Regions from separate parts of the Mus musculus genome. Here region 2 is linked to region 1. The links are chromatin contacts, called in public HiChIP or PLAC-seq maps. All regions are on one chromosome and are shown on one strand. The core of a region is the stretch at or near the end of the contact, and the rest is flanking DNA. Distances in the headings are between cores, read along the strand shown.

Evidence for each region. HiChIP or PLAC-seq counts read pairs in DNA pulled down with a chosen protein or histone mark.
Region 2: a contact with region 1 is called in an H3K4me3 HiChIP or PLAC-seq map of bone marrow-derived macrophages, with 3 times the contacts expected there. The contact joins the enhancer-like site here to the promoter of Rgl3 in region 1. A contact is called at or near these places in 1 of 39 promoter capture datasets (pre-B cells), 3 of 484 Hi-C or Micro-C datasets (CD4 T cells, large pre-B cells and pro-B cells) and 1 of 115 datasets of contacts at active chromatin or transcription factors (bone marrow-derived macrophages).

What each region holds. Positions count from the first base shown.
Region 1 is chr9:21,986,119-21,991,846 of GRCm38.p6, forward strand. Rgl3 (ral guanine nucleotide dissociation stimulator-like 3) reads right to left here and starts at 3,335. Exons shown (of 19, transcript NM_023622.4): 1 at 3,247-3,335; 2 at 2,731-2,841; 3 at 1,928-2,157; 4 at 1,733-1,786; 5 at 1,381-1,595. The coding sequence starts at 3,279. It overlaps Ccdc151 (coiled-coil domain containing 151), which reads right to left. Exons shown (of 13, transcript NM_029939.3): 10 at 5,490-5,646; 11 at 4,684-4,839; 12 at 4,279-4,363; 13 at 3,753-4,126. The coding sequence ends at 4,008. It overlaps Gm36414 (a long non-coding RNA gene), which reads left to right and starts at 3,378. Exons shown (of 2, transcript XR_379185.4): 1 at 3,378-3,521; 2 at 4,468-4,590.
Region 2 is chr9:22,319,139-22,324,866 of GRCm38.p6, forward strand. It overlaps the pseudogene Gm10182. Among named protein-coding and RNA genes, the nearest start is that of Zfp810, 14 kb to the left of the region's middle. Within about 2 kb of position 3,388, at least 36 of the 459 cell types and tissues checked have an H3K27ac peak or open chromatin away from gene starts, as enhancers often do. A contact at or near this core is called in bone marrow-derived macrophages, where this site is marked.

The DNA of each region.
Region 1 (5,728 bases), core at 2,085-4,584:
AGTATAAACAAATCTTTTAAAAAACAAAGGAACAACAAAAGCTACAATAGTAGCAAAAGTTAATACCAGGTACTGTGGTGCTTGTAATCCCAGCACTGGGGATATGAAGGCAGGAAGGTCAGAAGTTCAAGGTTATCTTTGCTACATATTGAGGCCAGCCTGGGCTACATGAGGGCCTGTCTTGGAAAAGAAAACCACTTACTAATAATATGATTGGTCAGATGGGCCAGTCATTAAACCACAGAACCCATAGAAAGGTAGGAGAGAACAGATTCCAAGGGATTATACCTTCTGTGGCTTGCAAGAATCCATATGCCTGGGTCACACACACAATGACAATAAATACAAATTCAACAAAACACCAAGACATTTGGCCAGCCCTTACTGCTTACTGATTTTGTTAGATGTCCTTCCCAGGAGGGTGGGAACCCAAGTCCACTGTTTCGAGGCCAGAGCTAGTGGTTCAACATTTGTTAAGTGGAGACTCCACGAGGCAGGTACATGATCACTCCCACTTAAGGGAGCTGGTCTCAGAGAGGGGAAGAGACCTAACAGAGGCCACATAACGGTAGGCCTGGGATTTGAACCCAGGTTACTGTTCTAGGCTGGGTAAGCACTCAGCCACTAAGTGACATCCCAAATCAGAGGACAGAGGATCTCTGCATGCAGGAGGACACTAGGCAACTGCTAAATGTGTGATCAGGTGGAGAAAACAAGGTTATTTAGTTTAAAATTAAAGGCCTTGCCCACGCGGCTAGAGAAATAGCTCAGTGGTTACATGTTTGCCCATGAAAGTGTGAGGACCTGAGTTCAGATCCTCAGCACCCAGGAACAGTTGACTGCAAGCCAAACCCTGGGCAAGAGGCCCTTGGGGCTCAATAGCCAGGCAGTCTAGCCAAATGGGTGAGTTCCGGGTTCAAGAAGAAACCTTGTCTCCAATCCTAAGAGACAGCAATAGAGGAAGACACCTAGTATTGTCTCTGCCTTCCACATTCATGTGCACACATGTGCATGTACACCCACACACATGAACACATGCATAGACCACAGGAAGGAAGGAAGGAAGGAAGGAAGGAAGGAAGGAAGGAAGGAAGGAAGGAAGGAAGGAAGGAGAAGGAAGGAGGGAGGGAGGGAGGAAGGGAGGAAGGGAGGGAGAGAGGGAGGGAGGGAGGGAGGGAGGGAGGGAGGGAGGGAGGGAGGGAGGGAAGAGAGTTTTGTCCAAGAGCTGGGGGGTGTGGCTCAGGGGTATAACGTTTGCACAAAAGTCTGAGTTTATTCCCAAGCACCAAAATAAATAAATAAAATGTATTCGGGGTCTGTCATTTGGAGCTGGGCAGGTGGTATTCTCTCAGAATGTCACCTGAATTGACTGTCCCTTACCTGACCAAGCCAGTCGCTTTTCCTCCTCTGTCTGCTCTCCCTTAGCCTCCTTCAAGAAATCTTCTAGAAGTTTCTCTGCTTCCCTGGCTTCTGCCCCTCCTGGGGCTGCCCAGCCCAAAAAGATTCGGACATTGCCTAGGTTCTGATGATCAGGGGGATCCCGGAAGTCCTGAGGATGATTTCGCAGCCAAGAACCCAGCACCGAAACTACAGCCCTGAACAGAGGGGTGTGTGGCTCAAAATTGAGTCCAAGGATCTAAACGTTCCCAACCTTGCAGTCGTCAGACCCGACCTTGAGATCCCTCCCCCACGCTCCCTTGGGTCGAGGGTGTGGACGGGAATGGAAACCGACCTCAGGTTCTTGCTGAAGTTCAGATCTTGTCCCTCTGTCCTCTTGCTGTCTACCCTGGGAAGAAAGCCTCTATCAGATGGGAACAGAGCTATAGGGCGTTAGGACCTCGGTTCTAAATTTGAGGTGTATGTGTGTGTGCGCAGGTAGATGGGGTTCTGGGGATGGGGACATGCGGGTCTCCTGAAAATGACTGACCCAGCAGGAGGTGGTGGCGGCGGCGGTGGCGGGGGTAGCAGAAAACCCAAAACGCGGGCTGTGGGTACAAAGGCCCGGTGGGTGGCCAGGAAGGCAGGCACGAAGCCAGGATCCTGCTCGCGGTCTCCGGACACCAACTCATGCACCAGCCGCTCCAGTCGGGCGGCCCTCAGCGCCCGCACCTTGCTGGTTCGGTAATGAAGGAAGGTGTCGGTAGCCGGGATGGGGGTCTGCGGGGGAGTGGGGCAGTGAATGAAATAAGGTGAGGAGCGTTCCAAGCACCTTGTTTCCAATTATACCCATCTCTGGCACTTTTTTTGGGGGGGTGTGACTGTGTCCTTTTCTGAAACTCCGAGACTCCCTAAATATACACCAATCATGCAATGCTCACATCAACCCCGCAGGACACCCCACTACTCTAGCACTTCCCTCTGTGCCCTCCTCACCCCGCCACCCCAGGCTTCAGGCAGTTTTGCAGCCAAGCTTCACTGGCCAAGCCTGAGTCCCACCCATCACCACCTGGCCGCTCCTCCGTTCTGCTTTCCTGCACCCTGCCGGTCAGTTTCGCCTTTGGGGGGAGCGCTATCACCTGGCCCCACCCCGTTTCCTGGATTCAAACCAAGTCACCTGGCCGCCCCCAGGCCCTTTCCACACACCTGGTCGCCTCTTAGCTCCGCCCTTCCTCCTGGCCCCGTAGTTCTAGGGAGGCTCACCCTCAGCTCTCCAGCTTCCCCCTCTCCTCCCAACTCCCAGGCCCCTGAGCTGAGTCCGCCCTCACTTGCTCGCCTCAGTCCCTTCCTCACCTGGCCTTCTCCAGACCTCTCTGGGGTCGAGCGCTGGCTGCGCTGCCGCCGCAGGGAGACGCTGTACACGGCGCCATCCTCGGTCTCCTCGCCCCAGTCCTGCAGCGGCGCCTGGATGTGGAGGCGGGCTCAGGGAAGTCCCTCCGGCTTCAGCCCCCTGCCTTTATGTTTGGCCCACTTTCCCGAACAGAGTATTCAAGACTCGGGGTGGGATCCCAGGTCTTCGCCACGGATACCCTTCTCCCAGGTCTTGAGTGGATGGAGTATCATTTGGGGATATCCCAGAGTCCAATGTCACAAAGAATCTGTCACCTCCTCCTGAGATTCCTCAGACCCCCGTCCCCATCCCCCAAACTAGCCGCTTCACGGGGTCAGGAACTCTGAATCCCCAAATGGGGACTCCAAGGCACATCCATTTTGCAGAAAGATTAGAAAACGAGGGGCGGTCGCCTGGAGTTTCTGAATCTGGGGGTACACTAGGGACGTGGGGTCCGAGGATCCCCAGCTTCCTCTTACCAGGGCCAGCTCTTTGCCCGCTGTCCTCTCCATGGCCCCGGTGCCCGTCCTGCTCCCTGGCGCCGCTGAGTGAAGCGGAAGGGCCAGCGGGCAGTGGGGCGGGGCAGCCGAGCGTCCAGTCGTGGGGCGGGGCTGGGCAAGGCGGTCCCACAATTCCAGAGGTCCCCAGCCGGACCCCATCCCCGCACCCAGGCTAGCCTAGAAGTCCCGTTCCTTCCCAGAAGTGCGGGTCAATCTGTCACTCAGACATATGGGTGCAGGGGACACGACAACAGGTCTGTGTCCCTGGGAGGGAAGTGCTTTATACTAGGTTGGGGTTGATCAATCCCAGGTGTCGAGGGTGTCTCCTATGTCTGGAGGAGAAGGAGGGCACACTGAATCTGTACCATAGGTGATGGAAGCCATGCCATCTCAGGCTAGAAGCCGCGAAGTGTCTGTGGCCCTGCATTTTGTGGGGGCAGCCTTTTGGGGGCGGTGCAGGGTCAAAAAGAGGTGAATACCCAGGGGGTTGTTCAGTGACCTTTATTGCGCGATTCCGAGGCGGGCACCAACCCGCCTCGAGAGATTTACTGTGGGAACTTCTGGCTCGGCCTTTTCTCTCCTCCGGGCGCTGCTGGCCTGCGGTGCTCCCTGCTTGAGCTTCCTCCAAGCCCTTGAAGGAGCCTCCGGGGCTCCCAGACACACACCACCCGTAGGTGGACCCAGAGGGTCGGAGGGCTCCCTAGAGTCCCGGAGGCATCCGATAGGACTTGACTGCGAGTCTAAGATCTGCGCAACCTATTGCGCTTCTTGCTGCGGGCTTCGATTAACTTCTGGGAACGGAGCTTGAAGGCAGCGCGGGTCACCACATCACGGTCATCATCCTCACTCTCCTCTTCATCTACAGAGAGAGGCAGGGGTGGGTGATGGGGAGGGTGAGGGACCGTTTCTTTTTCCCTTCCCAGCCTTCGCCACACCATGCACCTCCTCCTTGGCCTTGACTTAAGGCCACCTCGCGCCCCTCCCATTCATCCCCCTTTGGCCCACACTGACCAAAGAACTTGTCCTTGACACTGGCGACGGGCAGAAGGATGCGGGTGTTGTATAGGGGCAGCTTTCCTTCTAGCGTGGCCAGGAACTGCGGGGGGGGGGGGTAGGGGGAGGCCGGAGAGAGATGTGGGATGGCAGTGAGGCTCTGTTCCACCTCCGTGCACCTTACATTGAGTTTCTACCGGATTCTAGGTGGAGATCACTGCCCACCCTTCGCTGCCTGGTTTCGGAGGCCCTGCCACCTGAGATCCACCCAGTCCAGGCTTCGCTACTCTGGTTATGAAGCTCACGCCCATTCAGCACCTGTTTCCTATGTCAGTCTGCTCTCTGATTTTCGACCCTCCCTCCCCCACCCCCACCCCCACCCCCTGCCTTGGTCCCCACTGGCCGCGGAGGATGTGTGTGAACCTCTCGGTCTGCTATGTGTCGCAGCAACTCAGGCACGTCCTGGCTCTCCAGTTGGTCCTGCAGTTTCAGCAGCTTTTCCTGGACAACTACCAGCAGATTGTAAGCGTAGTCCTCTGAGTCCCGGTCTAACTTCTTTCCTGCCAATACCGTATCATCCTGTGGTGGGGACGGGCCAAGTTAGCTGAGAGATACCGTGCACCTAGGTGGGGACACGATTCACCCAACAAGTGGGCTTTCATAGCTTTGAGGTGCGTGTCTACCACTACTGGGCAGGGCCTCTAAAATGAAAACCTAGCCTTGAGGGTGGAATCTTTGAATCTGAGCTACATGGAGGTCTCTTTGAGATTAATGACACGACCTAGGCCAGTGTGAGGGTGGTTTTCTGAAGAAATGGAGCTCTTGTGGACAAAGTGGGACCTTCTTCACCCAGGGCCGCACCGCCCCATAGACATGGGACACCTGAGTTGGGCTGATGGTTGCCCATTAGAGTCAGAGTTTGAGACTGAGCAAAAGAGGACTTCCCCCGGAATGTAGGACCAAGACAGCGATGCATGGTGTGGAACTTTGCATTCTGGGCAGGAGACAGGGCTGGGAGCCTATGGCTTGTGTGGCATCTTTATGCCAACTGCGCTGACGCTCTGGGAGGACATGGGCAGGGCTGCCAGGCATGGATTAGGGCTTTCAATGTGGAAGAGGTTCTGCAGTGGGGCCTCCCAGGGACAGTGTCCATTGGGGTGGAGCTCCTTGGGGTGGGGCCTCCCCGGGGCGGAGCATCAATGGGGGTTATTTAAAAGGGCGGGGCCTACCAGTTTTACGTGACTCAGTTTGTTGGCCAAATGCTCCAAGCAATCTTTGACCAACTGGAGGATTCGCGAGGTGTGCTCCAGTCTCTCGTGGACATCATTGTGACGCTGCTCCTCCTTCTTGAATGTCTTTTGCATCTCTTCGTGGAGCCTCCGCTGGCTGCCGGGAGCCAGGAGGTTCAGCAGCTGCCAATGGCTGACTCCAGCGTCCCCGTAGCCTCCCCTCAGCCACCGAAGCCTCA
Region 2 (5,728 bases), core at 2,138-4,637, 330 kb after region 1:
ACTATTCCAAGTTGTCTGAGAAAACTCCAAATTGATTTCCAAAAGTGTTGTACAAGTTTGCACTCCCACCAGCAATAGAGGAGTGTTCCCCTTGCTCCACCTCCTTGAAAGCTATCACTTGAGTTTTTTATCTTAGCCATTCTGACCACAGTGTAAGACCTATCTCAGAGTTGTTTTGATTTGCTTTTCCCTGATGACTAAGTACTTTGAATCTTTAAGTGCTTCTTGGCCATTCAAGATTCCTATCTTGTGAATTCTCTGTTTAGCTCTCTGCCCCATTTTTAAAATTGGGTTATTTGGTTGTTGATGTTTAACTTCTTGAGTTCTTCGTAAATTTTGGATATTAGCCCTCTGTCAGATGTAGGGTTGGTGAAGGTCCTTTCGTAATCTGAAGGCTGCCTTTTGTCTTACTGGCAGTGTCCTTTGCCTAACAGAAGCTTTTCAGTTTCATGAGGTCCCATGTATTAATTGTTGATCCTAAAGCCTGAGCCATTGGTGTTATGTTCAGAACATCATCTCCTGTACCCATGCATTCAAGGGTATTTCCCACTTTCTATTCTATGAGATTTAGTGTATCAACTTCAAGTGCATTATTTATTAATTTGAGACCTCTCAAATTTTTGGATGTAGACACTTAACCATTAATCTTGCCACTTAAGACTGCCTTCATTATGTCCCATAGATTTTGGTATGTTCTGGTTTTATTTTCATTCATTTCTAGGACTTTTAACATTTCATTCTTGATTTATTCTTTGATCCAATTATCATTTAAAATGTGTTTCTTGTCTCCCCGAACACATTCTCTAGGTTTTTTTTTTTTTTTAAAGATTTATTTATTTATTATATGTAAGTACACTGTAGCTGTTTTCAGACACTCCAGAAGAGGGCATCAGATCTTGTTACAGATGGTTGTGAGCCACCATGTGGTTGCTGGGATTTGAACTCCGGACCTTCGGAAGAGCAGTCGGGTGCTCTTACCCACTGAGCCATCTCACCAGCCCATTCTCTAGGTTTTTATGGCTGTTGGTCTATACCTTTATTCCACTGTGGCTAGATAGAATGCATGATGTTACTTCTATCATTCTATATTTATTGAGTCTTGCTTTGTGTCTTAATATATGGCTGATTTTGGAGAAAAATGTGTGTGCTTTAGTGTTTTTTTTTTTTCCAAGCCTAACTGTAACCAGCTTTATTAAAGATTCTTTTAATAAACAATCATGGTATTTCAGGCAGGACATGGGCAGACAATCAACAATATACAAGAACTTCCAAATTCCCTTCTTGTATAGACTACCAAAATCAGAAAGCCACTATAAAACCCAATGAAGTCTTCATTCAATGCTTTGAAAAGGGGGAAGTAGCTTAGAGTGAGGGTTGACATTTCACATTAAGGATGTTGTTTTAACAACTTTTCACAAGCCGACCCTGACTTTTAGGCAGAATTATCAATCTGAAGATCCACAATCTTTTATAAAAGGAACCAGTGCTCTTCTGAGAACACTCAATGAAGTCACTGCAAAGTCCCCATCACTCAATGGACTGGGAAACCAATTTTGGGGGCCAGGTTCCAACAGGTCTCTGGTTTTTAAGGGAATTAAGTCTATGTTGATAGTACAGGGGGAAGAGGATATAAAAGTGAATTTATAGTTTTCCCAGACCACAAGGCATTGTTGTGCCTTGGTGGCCACCTAGGTCAAGACCAGGATCTCTCTCCTGGGAGCCAACAGGAGCCTTCCAAAATTATCAGGGAAAGAGGTTTTCTGTCCTCAATCCAGCTTGGGAGAGATTTTGTTACTGACACATGATCCTTCCCCCACCCAGTAATGAAGTGTTCTGTGTGCTAACAATATAGCTTAAAAAAAAAAAAAGTAAAACGAAATTCTGCATTTTTATAAAACTTGATAAAAAATAGTATTTCAAACTGTACAGTCACCAGAAGTACACAGTTATCAAAAATGTACACACATCACTTGGCATCTCCAGCACCTTCAGCTTTCTGTGCCTGGTCTGTTTTGGCATCTCCATTTTCTGCAGGATTATTCGCATCCTTCCCGGCGTCAGCTTTCCCCTTCTTCCCCTTGGGTACCTTCTCTCCCTTCTTCGCAGGGGCCTTTTTAGGTTTGGGCTCTGGCTTTGGAGGAGCAGGTTTAGCAGACAACCTCGCAGATCTTCTCTGTGGCTCGTCCTTCACCTTGGTTTTGTCTCCTTTAGCATCCCCTTCAGCCTTTCTTTTGGGCATGGTGGCGGCAGGGGACGTCGGCGCTGAGCACGGAATACAGCGGCGCGCGGGTTTGCTTCGTCCGGGGGTCGTCCTCGCTGCTTCCTCACACTGCTCCGTGCTTTAGTGTTAAGGTAGAAGATTCTGTAGCTCTCTCTTAGATCCACTTGATTTAGGATGTTATTTAATTCCAGGGTTTCTCTGCTTGTTTGTTTTCTCCTTCCTTCCTTCCTTCCTTCCTTCCTTCCTTCCTTCCTTCCTTCCTTCCTTCCTTCCTTCCTTTCTTTTTCGAAACAGGGTTTCTCTGTAGAGCCCTGGCTGTCCTGTAGACCAGGCTGGCCTCGAACTCAGAAATCCTCCTGCCCCTGCCTCCTAAATGCTGGGATTAAAGGCGTGCACCACCACTGCCCGGCATTTGTTTTTTTTCTAGACAACCTTTCTATTGGTGAGAGTAAGGTATTGAAATCACCCATAATTACTGCATTGGATAAATCTATGATTTTGCGTGTGATAGTGTTTCTGATATGGTCATGCAGATCTTTTGAGTTCAAGGTCAGTCTACACAGCAAATACCAGAACAATCAAGCTTAGGCAGTGAAGGAGCTAGAAACAAGAAAGCTGATGTCTAGAACAAGGGGGCCACTTCCAGCCCCAGCAAGTAGCAGAACTTTGCAGGTTTGGCCACAGAGCTCTGGCTTTAGAGTCACGAGCAGGAGGAATTACTGTGACAATTGGTGCTGGTTAGCTGGAGCTAAGAAATTAGTAGTGATTAAAAAGAGACCAGCACCAAGTATATGCCAGGGAGTGGCACTATTAGACAGTGGGGGTCTTTTGGAATAGGTGTGTACGGTACTGTGGGTGTGGACTTTAAGACCATCACCTTATGCCAGCTCCTTGCTGGCAGGTCCAGGCAAGAGGAGAGAGGTCCCAGTCCCACCAGGGTCTCTCCAGGGCTGAGCAGGATGGCCAGTGTCGACGGCCCAAAAGAAGCACAACCAAGCCAGGAATCTTGTCAAAACAGGAACTCAACGTTATGGCATCAGCCTCTCACTTATATAAATTTGGAACATAGGGAGGAGGATTTTTGGTGGGGTAAGATGACTTAGGAGGCAGGGAAGGGTGATGGAGGGTGTGGAGTGACTGACAGGGCCAATGGCAAAGCTCTACATCAGCAGTGGTGGGGCAGAGGCAGGGCCAAACAGGACTTGCTGAGTCATCTTGATATGGAAGTGACTGAGACAGGTCTCAAAACTCGAGCCAGGCTTAGGCTCTCCCACAAAGCTGCAGAAACTCGAGCCAGGCTGGGGTTTGTCTTCAAGGCCCAAACCAGGGCCAAATGGGGCCCAACAATCCTAGCTTCTTGGAAATCAGTCTTCCACTAGCAGCCTTCAGATGAAGATGTAGAACTCTCAGCTCCTCCTGTACCTTGCCTGCCTGGATGTTGCCATGCCCCCACCTTGATGGCAATGGACAGAACCTTTGAACCTGCAAGCAAGCCTCAATTAAATGTTCTCTTTATAAGACTTGTCTTGATCATGGTGTCTGTTCACAGCAGTGAAATCCTAACTAAGACAACCACTGAGCTAAAATTTGGGACGTGCTTTTTTGAGAAAACAAAGCAGCTGTGTTAGAGAGATAGACACTGTGCTCACACCTGGACTTGGTGATATCTAAGAAGCGTCCAAGTAATCCTGGTTTGAAGGCATGGAGGGATCACCGAGAGCAGCTGAGGCTCGGCACCGTGAGAGGTCAGAGAAGGCCATTGGGGAAGGTATAGCTTCAGAGGCAGTTGAAGGCTTGATGGGGGGTCATGCAAAGAAATTGAGGCTTAGTACCTTGAAGAGAGCCTAAGAGGGTACTGGTGGAACATAGTTGTAGCAGAATTCCCCAGTGTACCATGGGATGACTACCAAGAACAGCAGCAGCTGTGCAATAGAGTCTACCAGAGCCCAGAGTGCGTCAGTGGGCAGAGCTGGAAAAGTAACCCAAGCCCTTTGGAGAATCCCAGAAGATCATGTGTCCCAGATATTGGACAAGAAACTGTATAGTTAAAGTTGCCTTGGATACCCCATAGTGATGAAGATGCCGAAGTCATGGGATACCTGCCAAGGAAAGCTGCTAACAAGAAGTGGAACCAGCCCAAGAGAAAGAAGTTTGTTGCAGTCAACAAAGATGAAAGTATTAGAAATCTGCAGAGCAGTTTGGCATTGGACATGGAGATGCAGAGTTTGGAGTTCACCTACATGGTTTTCTGCCAGGCCTTGGTCCAGCATTTCCTTACTATGATATTGGAGTCTAATGTACATCCTGTGATGCTGGAAGGCCGTGATCTGCCTTTTAATTTTGATTTTATAGAGGATTACACATGAGTATCAGGAGAAACTTTGATCTTTGGCCTTTTAAATATTGTTGAGATTTTGACAGACTATCGGGACATTTGGAATTGGACTAAATGTATTTTGTGTTATGTTATGGCTAGGGTGGCCCCCATAGACTCATGTGTTTGAACACGCCTATGGGGGTCTGGGAGTGGAATGTGGTGGTTTGAATATGCTTGGCACATGAGATTGGCACTATCAGAAGGTGTGGCCTTGTTGGAGGAAGTGTGTCATTGTATGTGTGGGCTTTGAGGACTCCTATGCTCAGGTTCCACCCAGTACAGAAGAGAGCATCCTCTTGGCTGCCTGAAGATCCTCTTCTTTATGCCCGCCTTTGGATCAAGATGTGGAACCCTTGGCTGCTTCAGTACGGTTTGCCTGTACACTCCTCTGCTTCCTGCCATGATGATAATGGAATGAACCTCTGAAAATTTAAGCCAGCCCCAATCAAATGTTTGCCTTTATAGAATTTGCCACGGTCATGGTGTCTCGTCAAAGCAAATAAACTCTAACCTAACTAGGACAGGGTATAAGGACAAATATTTATCCATTGTTGTTAAGGATTATGCTTTTATGATAGGAATCCTAGAGAATGTATGGCTAGATGGAACATGTCTCAATATCATAAAAGCTATATACAAGCTGGGCGTGGTGGTCTATGAGCTAGAACTGACCTCAAGGTCCCCTTCCTGAAGACCAGCATTCATAGTACCAGGAGGTGCCATGCAAACTTCCAAAACAGGGAGGCAACCAACAGTTTTACCCAGGTATGCCCATGACCCACAGCAATGGCTAACATGGCGCAAGAATCCTGAGGGCGCAGTAGTGGCACATATACCTTGATGGCAACCAATGGCTGTGTAATTGTACACACAACTCTTTGACAAGGATACCTTCACTTGTACTGGAAACCTAGCTAACTACTAAGTGCTGGTGAAACCATGGTTTTTGGAGGAGAATCTACAACCACTAGTTAAGGTTACATGTGATTCTTCAAGGCACATGTTACAGCAGGCAGGTGTAAGCTTTTGCGGTTAGGCTATTATGGGCAATGACCCATTTAGTTTCCACTCTTTCTTCCCTTTTTTTGTTGTTTTGATTTTCCTTCTAGACAGGGTTTCTTTGTGTAGCC